3 separate regions of the Mus musculus genome follow, and all the other regions are linked to region 3. The links are chromatin contacts, called in public HiChIP or PLAC-seq and promoter capture Hi-C maps. All regions are on one chromosome and are shown on one strand. The core of a region is the stretch at or near the end of the contact, and the rest is flanking DNA. Distances in the headings are between cores, read along the strand shown.

Region 1 (2,967 bases), core at 31-2,530, 830 kb before region 3:
TGGAGTAGTATAAAATCACATGTTCATCTGCCAGCCAGCATGCCTCAGGAAGTCACCCTTTGCCTTCCTAATGTTTAGAAATCATTTTGGAAAAAGGAAAAGAAGGAGGAAGAAGAACAGGAGGAGGAAGAGGAAGAAAAGGAAGAGAAAGAGGAGGAGGAGGAGGAGGAAGAAGAAGAAGAGGAGGAGGAGGAGGAAGAGGAAGAAGAAAAAATAAGATGGAGGAAGAAAAGTAGGAGTAGGTGGAAGAAAAAAGGGACAAGGAGAAAGAGGAGGAGGAAGAGGAAGAAGAGGAAAAGGATGAGGAGGAAGAAGAAAATAGGAGGAGATAGAAGAGGAGGAGGAAGAGGTGGAGGAAGAGAAAGTAAGATAAGGAAGAGGAAAAGGAGGAGGAGGAAGAAGAGGAAAAGGAAGAGGAGGAAAAGGAAAAGAAGGAGGGGAAGAGGAGGAGAGGAAAAAGTAAAACTGAATTTTAAAAAGTGACAGCAAATGTGAAAAGTGACAGCAAAAATGTTGTTCACAGGTAGTTTTAAATTATTGCCTTCCTGTTGAAGTAGAATGGGCTTATGGGGAAATGTAGCATCAGTTACAGAGAATAATGCATTTACCATGACTGTTGCCAATTTGACTTACAATCCCTGCAGATTGGTTGGATGCAGTCTCTGTGTGGCTGTGAGGGTGTTTTCACAGAGGATTAGCAGAAACGTGGTGTTCAGAAACACCATCTCATTAGCTAGGGAACAATAGAGAATAAAAAGCAGAAACAGGAGAAATCTGGAAGAGCTGCAAAATTCCCTTTGACCATGCCATGAGCTGCTCTTCTCTGACATGTCTTCTCAACAAGATGTCCTGGAATCTCTGAAAACTTGAGCCAATGAAGTACATCATCCTTAAACTGTTCTTGTTGGATGTTTGGCCACAGGGGTAGCAACAGTAACACACTTGCATTTTCTTATAACATCCAGACTGTGTGGATTTACCTCTGCTTCAAAACACCCAGGAACCATTTACTTGGGATTTTAGAGATGGGGAGAAGCAAGTCTCTGCATCCCTTTTTGCAGAAGAGTGTAGCCAGGTGACTAAGGAGCATCCTTGGGTCCTACCCAGAAAGACGTTCAGCTCACTTTTTGATCTCAGACAAACATTTGATTGAAATTCCACATCCATCCCCCGGAGACTGCAGAAGAAATGTTTCTGGCTTATTTTGCTTCTTCCTGGGAGAACTCCCCTCTACACTATCAGTAGAAGTGCTTCAGCACATCTACAAACCTCTCATTTAGAGAATCACAGATTCTCCATATGCTTGCCAGAAATCAGAAGTGTGAAATGTATCCTCAGGAAGGAGAACGTGTCTACACGCTGGCAAGAATTATTTGGAACTGACTTACAAGTGGTTTTCTTCTTGAAGATTTTATTTTCCTTTTTATCTGTGTTTGCATGCACGTACCTGTGTGTATCACATGTGTGCTGTGGAGGGCCGATGGTGTTGGATCCCATGAAGTTTGAGTAACATGTATTTATGAGTCACTCAGCATGGGTGCTGAGAACTGAACTCTGGGACTGTGAGCAAGCAGCAAACACTCTTACCCCTGAGCCATCTCTCTATCTTCTTATGTCTTAAAGAACATTTTGGAAAGATAATAATCTTAGTCTTTAATTTAAGTTGAACTATGACTTGGGTCTCTATCTATACACTAAGAGTGAACACTCCTGAATAATGCTAGTAAAATTTGTTATTGGCTGGAAGGGGACTGCTTTACTCTTGCTTTCCTGTTGTATGAGGGTTAATGTCAGGCTTATATGTCATCATCTATGTAATAAAAGTATGACAAAGAAAGGATCAGCTTTGCTATAGGGGAGTAATTATTCATGAGAGTACCTGTCAACATATGCTCCACTCCCTAAACCTGTACCAGATAAAACAATGTCTATTCAGTTTTGTGTATGTGCACATGCAGAGATTTATGGTGTCCAGAAGTGCACATTAGGCATCTTTATCAATCACCCTCCAGGTTATTCTTTGAGAAACTGTTTATTTCTAACCCTGGAGGTTGACAGGCAGTACTAGCCGGCTAGGGAGTCAGCCTCCTCTTGCTGGGTTACAGGGTTGCTGCCACACCCAGCTTTCCATGTGTGCTGACATTCTGATCTCATATTCTTTTTGCTTGTGACAAATGCTTTACTACCTGAGTTATTACCTCGGTCTTTTCTTTACTTTAGTCTTTAATGGTTCTGCTTATAAAGGTCAAGTTTCTTAGCTGAACTGACTAAGAATTGATTTAAATTCTGAGTACAACATTGCCAGGTTGATCCTCAAAGGTAAATGCTGCCAAAAAACAAATAGTGTTAATGGTCCAATGATATACCTCTCTGGGGTTCCATAAAGATCAATTGAAAAATGTTTATAAAATCCTCATGTGTTTGGGACATAGATGATCAATACATGCTAGCTCTGCCTTTATTTATCATAACACTGGCCAAAATTCTAATAACAAATGTAAAAAATCTCTGATCTTCTGCCCACTAAGGATTCATTAATGCAGAGAAAAATATTTGTCCAAATGATCTTAGATTTTAAAATTTCCCCTACACTTGCCATTAAAGTTTTTTTTTTATTTCAACAAAGCAAAAATTTCAGTTTCAAATTTAGAAATAATGCCAGAGGCATGTTTTTGTTTGTGTCTTTCAGCCAAATCTATTGGAGGTAGCAGACTAAATTCTTTTGTTTGTCTTTTATAATATAGGAGGCTTTTGTCCCCCTTTGTTTGTTTGGGTTTGGTTGTTATTTCTTTGCTTGTTAAAAATCTTTTGTTTGAGACAGGGACTCATTACATAGCCCCAGTTGACCTCAGACTTGCCATCCTTCTGCCTTAGCCCGCAGTGTTCTGAGGTGACATGAGTATGTCCCTGTACCTGGTTCTAACATGAAACTGTTATTTGAGCTGTTTGAGAGTAAGTGACAACCAA
Region 2 (2,963 bases), core at 149-2,648, 980 kb before region 3:
AGGTGGGAGAGAGAAAACTCACATTTACACATTTATACGACTCACTCTTTCTACTTGATCCTCTGTTTATTGGCTCCTCCCATTTTAGAGTTTGCCTTCCATTACTTTTTCTTACAGGTCATTCTTAAATAAAGGGGTTTTTATTGTTTCTTGTTTTTTGTTTTTCTAATGGAATTAAATGTTCTGTCTTGTCAACAGGTTTCCCAGAATCCTCCTGTGTTTGTGCATTAAGTCAGACACAGGTTTGGTTATTTATTCTCCTGTTTTGGGATAGGACCACCCCATTCTGTGATTACACAGGGCTATATTTCATCCTTAAGTGTTCTCAGAAGTCAAACCTGTACATGAGCTTCATGGAAAATACTTTCAAAGTAGTGGGGGATGTGTAACATTATTCTGAAGCGTGTTACATTGTCATAGTAGAGTCGATTTGCAACAAAGAAAATCCTTGGTATGTTTAAAAAGCTGTGATTCCAGGCTTATCTATCTCTCTGACATGCATGCTTTTCCTAAATTTTCTACATCTAAATTGTTTTGTGACACAAAGGTAGAGAATCAGTTTTTAATCCTAAGCGAAGCACAGTATTATTCACACTGAAAATCAATTTTTCCCCTCTTTTCCCACTAAAAGACACTCCTGGGGATCCATTTTGCCATTGTAGTCTAAATCAAATAGAGGAATTAAAAGAAACATCAAACAGTATTTCTACATACCATTAAAATGTTGTAGTTCAACAAAGAAGGGGATGAGCTTGAAACATATATAAAATTACATGTATCATGTTGCATTATACTATATATTACCAATTATGAAAATTCTACTGGAGTGTAAAGAACAACAAAATAACTTTAATGACTATACAACAAAAGCCAAAAAACTTCTATTTGCCTATGCATTTATGTATGTTTGGCCAAAATAAAATACAAAAATATAGATGTATTTATATTTTAAATATTCTGGCATACTTGGCTAGCTGTACAAATATAGCTTTTTCTCAGTCAATAAATATTCATGCTAATTTTCTGGATAAAAGATCAATTTCATGCTATCAGAAATACAGCAGAAAGTGGCAAGATTAAAGTATGGCTCCTTGCTACACATTTCTGGTACTGAAAATAGCCATATGGCATGAGAATGTGGACAGGTCACTTCGGGGATTCTTACTGTAATTATGTTAGGATGTGCTTATTGTTATGGATCCAGCAGCCTTTCTTGCCCCTTTACCTGTTTTGTTTGGGAGCAGCTGCTGGGTTCAATCTGTTGTCTGTTTCCAACAGAGGGATTAAAGGGAGGAGTGCTTTCTAGGGAAGTCATGTTGCAAAGCAGGAACAGCAATAATAAGTGGATTCAATGAGGGGACATAAAGTGCATTGGGTGTGCGTCTCCTCATCAGCTGGTGCTAATTTAATGCTGTTAGTTCCAGTCGGTAAATAACACTGCCTGTGTCACTGACATGGAGTTGAAAGGGATGGGGCACATAGTTAATGATGGAAGAACATAATATTGTTTTGTAGAGTGCTTGATTGCGATGGCTTTATTTCAGTGGCTGCATGAGTGACTGCATGTGCAAGGACAGTATTTTGTGGGTCATTATATATTACCAAAGAAAACGCTCAGTAAAGAGTTATAGACATACATATCTAGTGGTTTAATTAAATGCCATATATTAAGTATAAGATAACCCATATAAGGCAGACACATACTTTTAAACAAATGCCTAAAATACTTGGAGGCATGGCATCAAATAGTAGGATAGGGTACATGAGAAACAGATTTAATGAAATTGCTTTAAGGCACTGACATTTATGACAATATTAATTCTATAAATACTTTAAATTAGACATTTAAAAATAAAAGTTTGAAAAGAAGTAGGACTGACATGGATGTAATATTTATTTCTATCAGCAGTTTCCTTTGGAACATCCTGTATGCTTTCCCTTAGTCTTTAGAATGAGATGCATAATTAATGAAGATTAAGGGATAGGGTAAAATATGTTTATGCCAGCATTCTGGATGGCAATAGTCTCCATATGTCCTCACCCCAATTGCTAGACAATTGTTGACATTCTTTTTCTCCCTCTCACTTATTATCACAGATATATCCTTCAGTTCTACCTGGGACTACCTCTGCCTCCTCCTGGAACCTCTGCCTTCTTTCTTCCCCAGTTGCTTACTCTCCACAGTGAGAGTTAAGTGTTGAGAGGTTGGGCTTTATTTCTGCAACATGGTTTCCTTCACTATCTGAGATACTTGGTTAACTTGTCTCTTATATTCTGGAAGGCAGAGCATAAGTTGTGAATGTAAAAAAAAAAACTATTACTCACCCTTCCAAATGGATAATTTTGATTTGTGTAGCCCGGAGTTTTGAGCTAGAAGCTCAGTGCAAAGTGTAAGACTAGATCAATATTTACATTTTAAAAAGATTTTTATCCTTATTTCATGTGTATAAATGTTGGCTACAGGTATGTATGAGCAGCTTGTTTGTGTATCCATAGTGTTCACAGACAGCAGAAGAGGGTGTTGGGACCCCTCTGCTAGATTTACTGATTAGGAATTGATACGTAGGTGCTGAGAACCTAACCCAGGTCCTCTGCAAGAGCAGATGCTTTTAACTGATGAGCTATTTCTCAACCCCAGCAGACAAACTTTTTTTTTTTTCAACACCTGCATTATGATGTGGAGAACTGTGATGAGCTCAAATTATACTCAGTGTTCCAAATTATAGGTTTGGTGTTTAATGCCATAATACCGTCAAATATATAGAATTATTGCTGTTAATAATATTAATATTATTAATAATATTCTTGCTGTTAATTATTGTCAGTTATATAATATAGGTTCCTATATTATATAACTGACATCTTCATATAAAATGATTAATATATGGTTCATCACCATAGTCAATATCACATTCAACTTCTTAGTTTCTAGAAGTCAAAGGCTATTAAATGTTTCATTTCTT
Region 3 (3,116 bases), core at 146-2,645:
CTTTAAGTAAGTTTTTTTAAAGGAAAAAAGAAAGAGAAAAGAAAGAAATAAAAGAAGAACCCTCTGCAGGTCTTTGCAAGTGATAAACAGTGAAGAAAACTTAAGAAATTCTTTTGTCAGTTTTAATAGCAAATTCTTGTTCATTTAAACACCCTGCGATGACTGGATTTTCAATAATTGTCTTCCATTCTACAGCCCCCAACCCTTTATAAAACAAATAAGGGGAACTGTTTAGACTAATTTATACTTTCTATGGAAAGCTACTTGGTGTTGCAGAAGTGCCCCCTATTTCAAATTAACCATTTGCCACTGACATAAATTTTCACCCTATCTTCCCCTAAGCCCCTCCTCCTATTGCCTTTAGGAATTGAAATCGAGACATTATTTGCATTCTTGGCTTTTTAAAAGCAGCAATAGGATATTCTTCCAAACTTACATACAATCCCCCATCCTGTGAGATCAAACAATAGCATCAATTTCAGTGGCAATATTGTACATTATGGAAGACAAGATATTATTTCTTCTTGGAATTTTTGTAGCTCTTATGTTTTAAAGGTCCACTCTGGGGCAATGGTGTTGCAGAGTTTAAGTATCTCTCTCTGATCTACATACTTTTAGAACTCACTGTGGCTTTTTAGTTCAGAATGCTGCTAGAACACATCTGACCTAAACAAGGAGTTTTTAAGAAAATTATAAGACAATATATTCTAAGAAAATATCAAGCGACGATAAATAAATACTTCAAAACAAGTATATAAAAGCCTGAAAATCTGCTTTTCAACTTACACGCATATATAGTAAAATATATATGACAACCATCCTGTTCACATTAGCAAGAATGCCAAGCATAAAAGGAGAGCAACATCTCCACTCCCTTAAAGAAATTAAAGATAACAAGTTTAACCTGCACCTGCAAAACTGTCCTTAGAGGGACAGAAACGGGGAAAGGCAGAAAGGCTCACTTCTGCTGCACCCCTAAAATCATTTTAAATACAGGTAATATGTGGCATCTTTTATCTCTTCTTTTCCCTTCCGTCCTGCTCAATGGCAGATCTCTTACTACACTCCCTGCCCACTCTCTCAATGGTACATAAGAGAATAAGAGAACCCAAGCGTCACTTACCAGTTGCATGCCACAGATAAAGATAAGCGTGCACCTGCCACTGCAATAACCCATGGTTTCCGAGACCCCTGCCACAGCCAGGCTGTCCCACGTCGGCCACCGTCGAGGCCCCAGTTTATCCAATCAGATCGTGGGGAAGGACAGGAGAACCTGCCCAGGGCTCTAGGGCTCCCAGATGCCGCTGCCAATGTCCAGGGAAGTGACAGTGTCCTGCGCGGCGGCGGCTGCCCCAGCCGCGCCCGCCACACATACCTTTACTCGTTCACTGCACTCCCAGCGCCGCGGGCAGCGCCGCCCAAGGAGACGCGCCCGGGCCCCGCAGGGGCAGCAGCGGCAGGCAGACAGCGCCGCCGAGCCCTGGGGCATCTGGCCCGCCAAGTTGCGGCCCACGCCCGACGAGCGCTCGCCCGCCCCGCACTCCCTCCCCACGCACGGGTGCGCGGGCTCCCGGGGCGGCTGAGATGCGCGCCGGGCGCCTCTGTTCTGCGCTCCGCGTGCGGGGCCCAGGGGCGGGGCGGCTGCGGGGGCCGCGCGGACGCCCTGCGGCGCCCTTCCCCTTGCCTAGATGAGCGGATCCCCTCCCAATCAACAACTTCTCAGAGGTCGTGGCGGGCAGCAGCCCTGGCCGTTGCGGGCGTGGTGTCGCGGTGCCTGGGAGCTGCGGGGGCGTTGACTGCGGGAACAACGCGAGGGATCGGGTCGGAGGAGTCCCGGTGGCATGGCTGGCTGGCTTGCTTGCTTGCTTGCGTGCTTGCTTGCTTGCTTGCTTGGCGATGCCTTGCTTTGTTGGTATCGGTCTTGCTGAGGCAACCCTGCCAGAAGCATTACACGTGCAAGCTGTGGTGTGTGTGTGTGTGTGTGTGTGTGTGTGTGTGTGTGTGTGTGTGTGTGTGTGTGAAAGTACGGTTATGAAAAGGGATGGTGAGATATCAACTGGGGTGCCGCTAAGGCATTCTTCCCCACTGGAAAACCTGCATGCACTTACAGCAAAGAGCGGAGGGAGAGAAGTGGACACGGTGGCGGCCAACCAACAGTCCTGTGCTTGGCACGAGGCAAGGACAGCAAGGGACAGAGATTCCAGAGTTTCAAAGATTAGCCTGCTACAAGGACCGAACGGAATTGCCTCTTGAAGTTGCAAAATGTAGGGAGCCAGAGGAAATGTAGGAGTTTGGTTTTGGTGCTTCAGACTGCTTTCTTAACAATGGAAGGAGCCGATGAAATTTGAGCACTTATCTACCAGACCTCATGCACCATCCGGTTGGTTATGTGTCCTTGCTTGGTCATACTCCAGGTTTGACAGCAGCAGTTACCTGCGGACACGCACTCTGGAGCCTGTTGCTGCCACCTACGGGTAAAAAGCTGAAGGGAAAAACATGCTGGAGCAAGTGATGGTCATTTAGACCTTGGTGTTCAGAAGAGGGCATTTCATTTACAGTCCCAACAGCTACTGAAAGCATTCCTAATCTGGCTACAGAGAGAGGGTGTACTGTTGAGATCCACTGGATAGTAAAGCCATTGGAATAAAGTGCTGTGAGTGAAAAGAACTGTTCATGGAGCTAAAAAATACCATCGTTAGAGATGTAAAACCGGAAAAAAAGAAAAAAAGCTAACCAACAAGGTTCGTGAGACAAGTAGGACTTAAGCCTCCTTGAAAAACGACATTTGTGTATGGTAACTTTACCCACACTGAGGACCTAGTCTCCCTTCCATCAGCATCAGCTTGAGAATCATTTAGACTGTACCGTAAAACGTAATTCTATCTGTAGTCACTATTTCTTCCTCATTCTTAATCACTGAACTATGACCTTTCAACACATGGCATTCCTCTCTTTTTGTGGGCACACTGAATTGTTTCCTAAGCAGAGGAGGCTCTTGGCTAAGAAATAAAATGATTTCCTTGAAACCCATCTTTATCGGGCAACGGAGGAGAGGTGGGGGATGATGACCTCAGCCTTTTCAACGCACATATTGGAAATGCCAAAAACAGATTAGT

Evidence for each region. Promoter capture Hi-C pulls out the DNA fragments that hold promoters and counts their contacts. HiChIP or PLAC-seq counts read pairs in DNA pulled down with a chosen protein or histone mark.
Region 1: a promoter capture Hi-C map of hippocampal neurons shows a contact between it and region 3, with 9 times the contacts expected there. The contact joins the enhancer-like site here to the promoter of Nkain2 in region 3. A contact is called at or near these places in 4 of 39 promoter capture datasets (the 3T3-L1 cell line, cranial neural crest, hippocampal neurons and 1 more), 3 of 484 Hi-C or Micro-C datasets (cerebral cortex and cortical neurons) and 1 of 115 datasets of contacts at active chromatin or transcription factors (embryonic forebrain).
Region 2: a contact with region 3 is called in an H3K4me3 HiChIP or PLAC-seq map of neural tube, with 4 times the contacts expected there. The contact joins the enhancer-like site here to the promoter of Nkain2 in region 3. A contact is called at or near these places in 1 of 39 promoter capture datasets (hippocampal neurons) and 5 of 115 datasets of contacts at active chromatin or transcription factors (astrocytes, embryonic limb bud, forebrain and 2 more).

The regions. Positions count from the first base shown.
Region 1 is chr10:32,059,316-32,062,282 of GRCm38.p6, forward strand. All of the region lies in intron 3 of Nkain2 (Na+/K+ transporting ATPase interacting 2), which reads right to left. Among named protein-coding and RNA genes, the nearest start is that of Rnf217, 450 kb to the left of the region's middle. Within about 2 kb of position 1,281, at least 5 of the 459 cell types and tissues checked have an H3K27ac peak or open chromatin away from gene starts, as enhancers often do. A contact at or near this core is called in hippocampal neurons, where this site is marked.
Region 2 is chr10:31,906,328-31,909,290 of GRCm38.p6, forward strand. All of the region lies in intron 4 of Nkain2 (Na+/K+ transporting ATPase interacting 2), which reads right to left. Among named protein-coding and RNA genes, the nearest start is that of Rnf217, 300 kb to the left of the region's middle. Within about 2 kb of position 1,399, at least 2 of the 459 cell types and tissues checked have an H3K27ac peak or open chromatin away from gene starts, as enhancers often do. A contact at or near this core is called in neural tube, where this site is marked.
Region 3 is chr10:32,888,520-32,891,635 of GRCm38.p6, forward strand. It overlaps Nkain2 (Na+/K+ transporting ATPase interacting 2), which reads right to left and starts at 1,396. Exons shown (of 7, transcript NM_001013411.2): 1 at 1,124-1,396. The coding sequence starts at 1,177.